Linked DNA regions of Sus scrofa: region 1 is linked to region 2. A link is a contact called in public Hi-C data. All regions are on one chromosome and are shown on one strand. Each heading gives the region's core, a stretch centred on a gene start, on an enhancer-like site or on the middle of the called end of the contact. The rest is flanking DNA. Distances are from core to core; before and after follow the strand shown.

Region 1 (4,757 bases), core at 1,634-4,133, 110 kb after region 2:
ACAGGGTCAGCTTGATAGGGCTCCCACCGTCCACGTCTTGGACAATTTGTGCTTCAAAATAAATAATTAACCTGTAAAATAAAAAACTCTGAGTTGTATTGCTATAAATAAATGAATAAGTAAATTTCATGAAGAATGAAACATTTATTCTCAAAGTATCTTTGCACAAAATACTTATTAATTACAAAGAGAAAAAGAGTCACTTTGCATTGTGGAGGTCTGGCAGATAACACCTCAGTCAAGTGACCAAAGTGAGTGTCACCATTAATGGGACAACCTGAAACGATGTACCACTGACCAAGTGCTGTCACATAGAGACCACAGCATCACATCTGAGATGTTCTCGCCAAAGACGCAGAACTTGAACCTAATCATGAGGAAGCAACATACAGTCCTCAAATGAGGGGCATTTTACAAGGTAACTTATCCTCTTCAAAAGTGCCAAGGTCAAGACCATCAAGGAAGTCTGAGAATTAGTTCCAGAGTGAAGGAGAATGAAGAGACCACTGTGTGGTTCTGAAAGGGATCCATTGGCTATAAAGGACACTACTGGGACAATTAGCGAGATGGGCGTCTGAGGGGCAGTTATGTACTGAGGCCAATCTCCTGATTTTGGTGGTTGTCTTTGGTTCTATAGGAGGATGTCCCTGTTTGCAGGAAATGCAAGCCTAAGTGTTCTGTCATGATGGGCTGTAAGGCTGGGACTCACTCTCAAGGATTCGGAAAACAAGGGTTTTGTGTCTACTGACACCATTCATGTGGGGAAAAAAAAAATCTTTGAATAACATATGAGGAAATAAGTAGATATGTAAACAAGTTAAAACTTTTTTTATATTTACCTTAAACCCTGGCATTTTTATTTCTGTTGCTACCATAGGTGATGAGACAGAGGTGTCTAGTCGGGTTTGAAGCAAAAAAATATATAGCTGGTGTGAAGGTCCAGTTTCTCTGAATTATTATTACTGTTATCATTATTACTATAAAATTTTAAATAATTGCAATGTCTGGAAAAGTTTTAGAATAAACTTCACCCAGATTCAATATTTGTTAACATTTTATATTTGGTTTTTCATTCCTTTCTATTTTTTTCCCAAACCTTCTTATAATAAGTTGCATTCATCATGCCCCTTTCCCCTTAAAGCCTTCTGCCTCTATCTCCTAAGAACAAGGATATTCTTTTACATTATCACAGTATAGTGATCAAATTCGGGACATAGAGCTTTGGCACAATATATAGAGCCCATATTTTTTTTTCCAGAATGGTCACATATATTTTATTTATTTTTTTAATTTGGTCATCTATTCCAAAAATTTCCTTTATTTCCTAGTGACGGATTCAGTCCAGGTTAAAAGATCATATCTACTTGTCATATCCCTTTAATTGGGAACCATTTTTCAGATTTTCTTTCTTTTTTTTTTTTTGTCTTTTTTGCTATTTTTTGGGCTGCTCCCGTGGCATATGGAGGTTCCCAGGCTAGGGGTCGAATCGGAGCTGTAGCCTCTGGCCTACGCCAGAGCACGCAGGATCCGAGCCGCGTCTGCAACCTACACCATAGCTCACGGCAACGCCGGAGCCGGATCGTTAACCCACTGAGCAAGGGCAGGGACCGAACCCGCAACCTCATGGTTCTTAGTTGGATTCGTTAACCACTGCACCACGACGGGAACTCCCAGATTTTCTTTGTCTCTCGTGATATTGAGAGTTGTTCTACAGAATATCTCTCTATACGGGTATGATGTTTTTCTCTGGATTATGTTTCAGTACCTCCTCCCCTTTTCTCTACCAGGTTTTCCCAGTTGTTATAGCTCTTTTTCTACCTTCTTGAGTTCCACCAGATCCCAGCAGCAGACACTTGTTTTGATAGGTAGATTGTTCACAACAGAAGCTTCTAATTTTTTAAAAATTTGCTGGATCAATCCCTGAGGAGTTTCAGTAATTTAGAACTGCAGAAGGACCAAAAATGGATTCATTGAAAAGAACTAAATTCACAGTTGGAATGAACTATTTAGCACCCACTAAAGAACTAAGAATAACTCTATATGGCAAGATACAAATCAGGGACTCACAAACCATCACAGCCACAGTGTGAGCCTGGTGTTAATTACCAACTGCATCTTTCTAAAGCATCTCTAAACCCCTGTACTTGGAGGAATGAGGGTACTATTTCTGCTCTGAGCCAGTCTTCCTCGTGCTGGCTCTGTGTTGAGCTCTCATACTGGTTCGTTTCCCAATAATAGTGCACTGCTGTGTTGTAAGGAGACATGAAGTGAAAAGATAAGACAACTAATTGTAAGAAAAGATAAAACAACCTGAGACCAAAGGAGGTATTCATTTCAGGGAAGGTGGGGTGGGTAGAAAGCATGGGTAGAAGAATTATGCTAAATCTAGAAACAGAGTATAATGTGCTAATTATGTAACAAAACATCCACCTCATTTAGCAATATTGTAACCTGAAGGTTCTCACAGTATTTTAATCCCTGCCAATAGCTAATAGGGTGACTGTTAGCTTATAAACTGTGAACATGGTAACGGACAATTTAATAACATTGAGAATATTGATCCAGCTGGAAGAATATTTCCCTAATCATGTGCACATTTCCCCTGGATTTTTTGGTAAATTATACTATGTAAAAGCTAAATGATATTAAAACACATATCCTTCTACTAAAACAACTCCCAGCTTCCCAAATGGAAAAGTTGTTCATCAATGTTTAAAAAGGCATTGAATAAGTTAACTTTATTTGTGGATATCTTAAAAGCACTCTCCTAAGAAAAAAGATGCATTGTTTAAATCTGTTTCAGATGCAAAACACAAGACTTCATAGATGTTAGTTGGTCCTGCTTCAGCTGAACTCCACGTCAGTGCTGCCACCTGGTGTTCTCTGAGGGCCTAGATCTTTCAGACCAAAGGGAGTTTGGTATTTCCCACTGCCTGCTGGACATCCTACCAGGATGTGTGTCCGCACAGCATCCTCCTCATGTCTCACTGTAGATGCCTCATCTCCTCATCCCTGACTTTCCTATTCCTGCTACTGTAATTCGACACCTGGTGCAATACTGACATACACCATGACTGACACATCAATACCCATTAGTTGAATAAATAAATAATGTCTGTTACTCAGACAAGAAAATGTTAAGCCTTTTTAAAATTCTTTCTTTGTCCCCATCAAATGGTCAAAACTCTTTACCCACTGCCACTCCTTGGTTTGAATCTTTATACCATCATGTCCGGACTAATTCTCACTAATATATCTCTCCTTCCAACTGGAATATCCCTTCATCTGCTTTCTGCCAGTATCTTACATTTCTTGAATATGTGTAGCCCATGCTTTCTGAACCAGAAGTGTATAAATGGGGTACTCAAGAGGATAAGGCTTTAGAATCAGTAGATACACGGCTAGATTTCAGCTTTGTCACTTACAAACTAGGTAGAAGAGGTACCTTAATCTCCTTAAGTTTCAGTTTCTTCATTTGTAAAGTGGGAAGTTGTAAATGCATTTAGATGCATGTGAAGTGAGGCAGAGCAGGAATGACATTTTAAAAGATGACTTCCATTCAAGTCATTGGTCAAGGCAGAAGAATATTTCTTAAAGAGAGACTTACTCTTTTGTTTAGAAAATATCTTGATGTGTCTATGGATCTGAAAGGCAAACCTACATTTCTCACCCTTTGCCCCGCAAGTCTAGATAATGGAAAAGGACTGAATTCAAAAAAGCTGATTTTCTCTTCTGAGTAAAGTATTTAAAACCAGATATCTACATTCAGTCCAGGAAAGACAGACAGCATAAGGTCAAGGAGCCTGAAATTTGGAGAGAAGGAGGGATAAATGGAAGAGGGTTTTGGAGGGAAGAGAAAGGGTTAGATGTAAAATATTTAATCTTAGGTTGTTTTCTATTCTGTTTTGCACTTAGTGCCCTTTATTTTTCTAACTTTCAGAAAAGTTCATGGCTACAATGCATATGTGGAAGTGATGTTTTAAGGGATGAAGACAGGAGGAATTTCATAAGTCAGATGAAGAGGACAGAAAGAGGATCAGCATACAAGTGGATGGCTAGGAGGTGTGTGCTTGAGACTCAATCCAGGATCCGGGATCTGGGGGAAGGAGGCAGGAAACTAACACTCATCACTCACGCTTACGCCATTGAGACACACTCAGAAAGCCCCCCCACCAAGAAAAGGGAACCCTCCCACACTGTTGAAGGAAATGTAAATTGGTGCAGCCACTATGGAGAATAGTATGGAGGTTCCTTAAAACACTAAAAATAGAGTTACCATATGATCCAGCAATCCTACCTGGGCATATATATGGAAAGGCAAAAACTCTAATTTGAAAAGATACATGCACACAAATGTTCATAGCAGTACTATTTATAATAGCTAAGACACAGAAGCAACCTAAGTGTCTACTGACAGATGAATGGATAAAGAAGATGTGTTATGTAAACACACGCAATGGAATATTACTCAGCCATAAAACCAAAATGAAATATTGCCATTTGCAGCAACATGAAAGGACCTCAAGATTATCAGACTAAGTGAAGGAAGTCAGACAGGAAGACAAATATCACATGACAGCACTTGTATGTGGAATCTAAAAAAATGATACGAATGAATTTACTTATAAAACAGAAACAGATTCACAGACATAGAAAACAATCTTATAGTAACTAAAAGGAAAGATGGGGAAAACCAAATTAGGATTTGGGGATTAATATATACAAACTACTACCTACAAAATAGATATACAATAAGG
Region 2 (4,678 bases), core at 1,054-3,553:
AGACTGGTCCTGCCCTTCCCGGGCAACGTTGACTTGGGAGAAAGAGGCTAAGGCGGCGCAGCCGATGGCCTGTGGGTCCTGGTAGCACGTAGCTCTCACGGTTTGGATGGAAGAGCAGGACAACCGACCCAATGGCAACTTTCACTTGGAAACAGAAGGTGAAGAGCGCTGGCTTCAGTAGCCTTCCCAGCTTCAGCCGGGAGATGGTGCGGAGAACCAGCCTCTACCCGGTCCAGGACTTCTGGCAAGGCCAGACGTGTACCCTGGACTACTGACCCCGCCTGGCCGCGGGGGAGCGCCCGCCCTTAGCCTCAACCTCCTCTAGCCCCAGGCGGCTTCCCCGAAGAGGCCTCTCTGCGGAGGCCCCACTGCCCCAGCAGCTCAGTCCGGCTCCACTCCGCGCTCCCGGCTGGGCACCCCAGCTCCGCCCAGACAGCGTGCCCTCACCCGCGGACACAAGGGCCTTGGTGGGCGCCACCTTCAGAGAGCCCTGGGCGAGCCTGTTCTGGCCGCAGGGACCGGAGGGGTAACAAGGAGCGCCAGCCAATCTTCCTCCTTCCTTCAAAGGAAGCCCAAGTTTCCAGAAAAGATAGCTCCTATATGCTCACACCGTGGAGTATCTGCCCTGCAGAGTTGGTTGTGATGGAACGAATATGTGCCAGGCCATTCCCCTTTGACCTGCACCAGGGCCGCTGGTCTGGCTATTTAATGTAGTCTCTCTCCCCTGCTCTAGCGTTTGAAGCTTATTGAGGGTGGAGACCTTGTTTATTTGACAAAGACCTTTGTCGTTAGGAGAGCGCCTGGCAAAGAGTAGGCTCTTTTTCATAGGAAACATCCTGACCAGACCCACTTGTGAAGGGTTGCAGGAAGGAAGAAATGAACACACCTCCTCTGGAGTCTGGGGAAACCAGGACTTTAGCCCCTCCTCTTTTGGTATAAAAGAAGCCTGAACCCTAGCTCAGGGAAGATGACACTAGGCCAGCATCTTTTCTGTCTTCTGGCTTTCCAAAGGAAGTTGCTATAAGAGTAGATTTTCTAACCATTTGACATTCTTAACCCTTATATATTATCAACAAGATGGTGCAGAAATAGCATAATAATTTGTAAAATTAAGAATAAAAGTAACTCGGGTTGACTTATGAAATTTGTTTCCCCATAGACCCCAATGATCTTTCGATTTTGAAAATCAAACCAACTTAGTAGTAACAAAATCATTTGTTTATATTTATATCCCGATAGGCAGTCATTCTAGAGGTATTTATTGAACACCTAGTATGTGTGTGTGTATATATAGTATATATTCTTGTATATGCTAGGATCATTCAGATATGTTGCCATGGGATGAGAGGATGATGTCTATTTGTCTCATATTTACAAGTCTGAATGGACTTGGGAATAGATGTTTCTGGAGTCAAAGGCATATTTATTTTGAGTCTCATCTGTTGATTTTTCCTTAAGTCCTTTCCTTTCTTCATTTTTTGGCAATTTTATCTCAACCTACAAGTATTCCAACTCCAGCTACCAGAATCAATTACATCTGAAAAAAGGAAGTTTTCAACCAGTTTCAGACCCACTTCCATATGGCTTTGCATCATATTCTTTATCAGTCTAAATTGAATGTGATATTAATGTCCTGAGATTGCAGTAGCAAAGCACCACAAACTGGATTGCTTTAGGCAATCTATTCTCTATATAATAAACCAGCAGAGCCATCTTCAGAGTTCATGCTGGAGTAGAGTGTCTCCAACTGAGGGGAGGGGAGCAAGATGAGAGAAACCCCCTTATTTACCAGGCAAGTAAGCACTGAAAAATTAAAAACTGCTATGAGTACAGGTAGCAGGAGAAGAATTAAGCTGAGTATAAAACACAAACACAAAGAAAAAACCTCAGGCAAACTGTTGTGATTTTGTTAAATTAACATTTGCTAAGTAGAGCCTTGGGTACCGAGTCAAAATGATGAGCCACAGCTCAACAAAGATCGAAAGGGAAAGTGAGCTAGAGAAGGTTATCACTCACAGATCCCAGGGGAGGTCCACAGCAGCCTCGAGGGGCCACACAGTGATGTTAAGCAGGATGCAGGTGGCGTGCAAGTAGCAGGACCTGGGGCACATGCCTTTATTAAGGTCCACAGGTGCAATGCTTTGCCGGGCTCAGGCTAAGGCTGGATCAAATCATAAAGAGCAGGGTTTAAGTAAGCTCCCAGGGACTCTTACTTAAAGGACACACGAATGGAAAAAGCTAGGCATCTGGAAAGACTGTTTATCACCAGGGATGTTGGGCAAGTCATACCAGGAACTTGTGACTCCAAGGCTGTCACGGAAAGCATGCACTTGTGGGTGGGACTAATGTCAGTTCAAGGTCACAGCAAAGCCACTTAGCCACACAAATGGATGAGGAGGCAGCAATATTTTGGAATAGCTTAGTGAAACTTTAAACACAAACAAATGCCCAAACTTCAAGAGAGATCAATAAAAATTATCTAAACTACAACATAAAGTGGAAAGGGAAAAACACTAGAGCATCAAAGAGCTATGAAAGAATATCAAGTGGGCTAACATACATTAATTGTAAAGAAGGGGAAAATAAATGTATATATGGAGATATGTTTGTGTGTGTGTGTATATATATGTGTATATATATATATGTGCATTTATGGCATAGTTTAATACATTTACAGTGTAATACCAAGTCTGAAACTGAATAAATTCAACCACTTTTTTTCATACTAAGAACAGGGAAGTTATTTTTAAAAAATTGGGGCACCCGGGTATAAATCTAGATCACTTAACAAAAAACCAGGATTGCATTAACTTTCAGTAGCAACATCTATATGTAACTACATATATACATACAACATATCTATATACATATATTTATATATATGCATATATATAGCTATCTATATACACACACATCTATCTATCTACATATATTTAGATATCTATATCTATATAGATATCTATATATGTGTGTGTGTGTGTGTATATATATATGGTAGGGGGTCTGGTACTTAAGAGAAGCTCAATTAAAGGCCAATAGTGCAGACCTAGAGACCTGGTTTTGCATGCCTGTTTTCACTTGCTGCTTAACCACCATCTTGGGCTTGACCGTTTGAGTACAAGAGGTAATTCATAAGTCTGTTCTAACTCCACCGATGTGGAAATATTCTTGGAACTGGAGATATGTTTTTCTTCCACTCTGGCTTGCATAAGTTCTTATAACTTTTACCTTCCCATTTTGTTTTCTTTGTTGTCCCTACCCTTCCAGCCTGCTAGGCTCTTCAACAGTGATTTGTTCTGTATGTTGCAATATTGTTACTTCTTTACCTTCATATTCAATTTGTTGGTGATAGTAAAATTTACTTCAGGAATCACACACACCCCTTCCTCCTTTACTTTACTTGAAAGGAAAGGTCTCTAGACAGTCTTGACTAATTTCAGTGACACTGACAATTAATGAAAGTGGATTAAAATTTGGGGATCAGAGATTGAGTACTCAGCAACAAAGGCATTCCAAAGAATATAGAAGATATTCTAAGCATGGAGCATATGAGATTTTCCCAATTTCAATGCTATATACCATTGTTCTGTTCTGGGTTTTTTAATTTGGGTCTCTGCTAATTGAAACAAGGAGAGATAAGACCCAACAGTGAGACTGAGTTGAAGATTATGAACATCTTTGATACGTATCCTGCAATATTACTTTCTAAAAAGATTGTTAGCAATTTATACCACTCCCAGAAATGTAGGGCTGAGCCTGCTTTGGCCGTATCACCATCTTGGTGAGGTGCTTAAAAACAAGTTCTAATTCCATGGTGGTAATATATACCCTTCCCCCAAGTGCCAAGTCTGCTAAGTTAGAGAGTCCCGTCGATCACTTCAGACCCTTCACACATCAACCTTCTTAGATGCTTTATGTCTTGATGTGGCAGAAAAGTTTAGACATATTGCCTGGGTTCAGTCAGTCCCACCACATATTAGCTGTGTAATCCTTTGATAAATCACATAACTACTTAGTGTTTCCTTTTCCTCATCCTTACAAGGACAATACCTATTTCACAGGACTTTGAGGATTAAATGTGAATGTTTACCACCTTTTGAAATGAAGCCTATATGCTTTTCCATATCCTGCTATGACCAAAAACAACAAAAATCTTACATTTAAATTTTGGTGAACAGCCAAAAGCTATTTGGAGGCAGGTCTATAAGAGAGCTCACTTAGTAAACCAGGTCATAAATATCTTATCTATAAAAAATGTTTAACATTTTCAAAATGTTGGCATTTAAACATTGGCTTAGAAAGAAAATACATCTCATTGAGCTAGCCATTTCCCTGTGGATCAATGAGCCAGACAATTGAATTATTGCTTTGTTCTCAGTCATCTAAGTTGGCCTTACTGTTCTCTTTAAATGGATGAACTAGGTCCCTAAGAAAGCGCATGTTATTTCATTACTCAAGCTAATATTTGTATTGTTTCTTCTCTACTCTTAAGAAACTTCTATCAATGGATGTTAAAACTTTGAATCTCTCCTCCATGTCTCCATCTTTCCTCCTGCTTTGCCTCTCCTGCTCTCTACATTATGCTCAGGAAAGGTCTCCAACTCAACCCTCCACCTCACCCTTCATTATTTGTCTGCATTCTTCTATTTAACTCCTCTGCTTAGTTTATTTTTATGAT

The links. A called contact is a pair of places that touch in the nucleus more often than the background predicts.
Region 1: a Hi-C map of alveolar macrophages shows a contact between it and region 2, with 7 times the contacts expected there. The contact joins two enhancer-like sites. A contact is called at or near these places in 2 of 5 promoter capture datasets (fetal skeletal muscle and liver), 36 of 47 Hi-C or Micro-C datasets (adipocytes, adipose tissue, alveolar macrophages and 18 more) and 2 of 2 datasets of contacts at active chromatin or transcription factors (alveolar macrophages and skeletal muscle).

The regions. Positions count from the first base shown.
Region 1 is chr17:984,143-988,899 of Sscrofa11.1, forward strand. All of the region lies in intron 2 of LOC102168194 (a long non-coding RNA gene), which reads right to left. Among named protein-coding and RNA genes, the nearest start is that of LONRF1, 69 kb to the left of the region's middle. Within about 2 kb of position 2,884, at least 2 of the 83 cell types and tissues checked have an H3K27ac peak or open chromatin away from gene starts, as enhancers often do. A contact at or near this core is called in alveolar macrophages, where this site is marked.
Region 2 is chr17:876,963-881,640 of Sscrofa11.1, forward strand. No RefSeq gene overlaps it. Among named protein-coding and RNA genes, the nearest start is that of LONRF1, 38 kb to the right of the region's middle. Within about 2 kb of position 2,304, at least 3 of the 83 cell types and tissues checked have an H3K27ac peak or open chromatin away from gene starts, as enhancers often do. A contact at or near this core is called in alveolar macrophages, where this site is marked.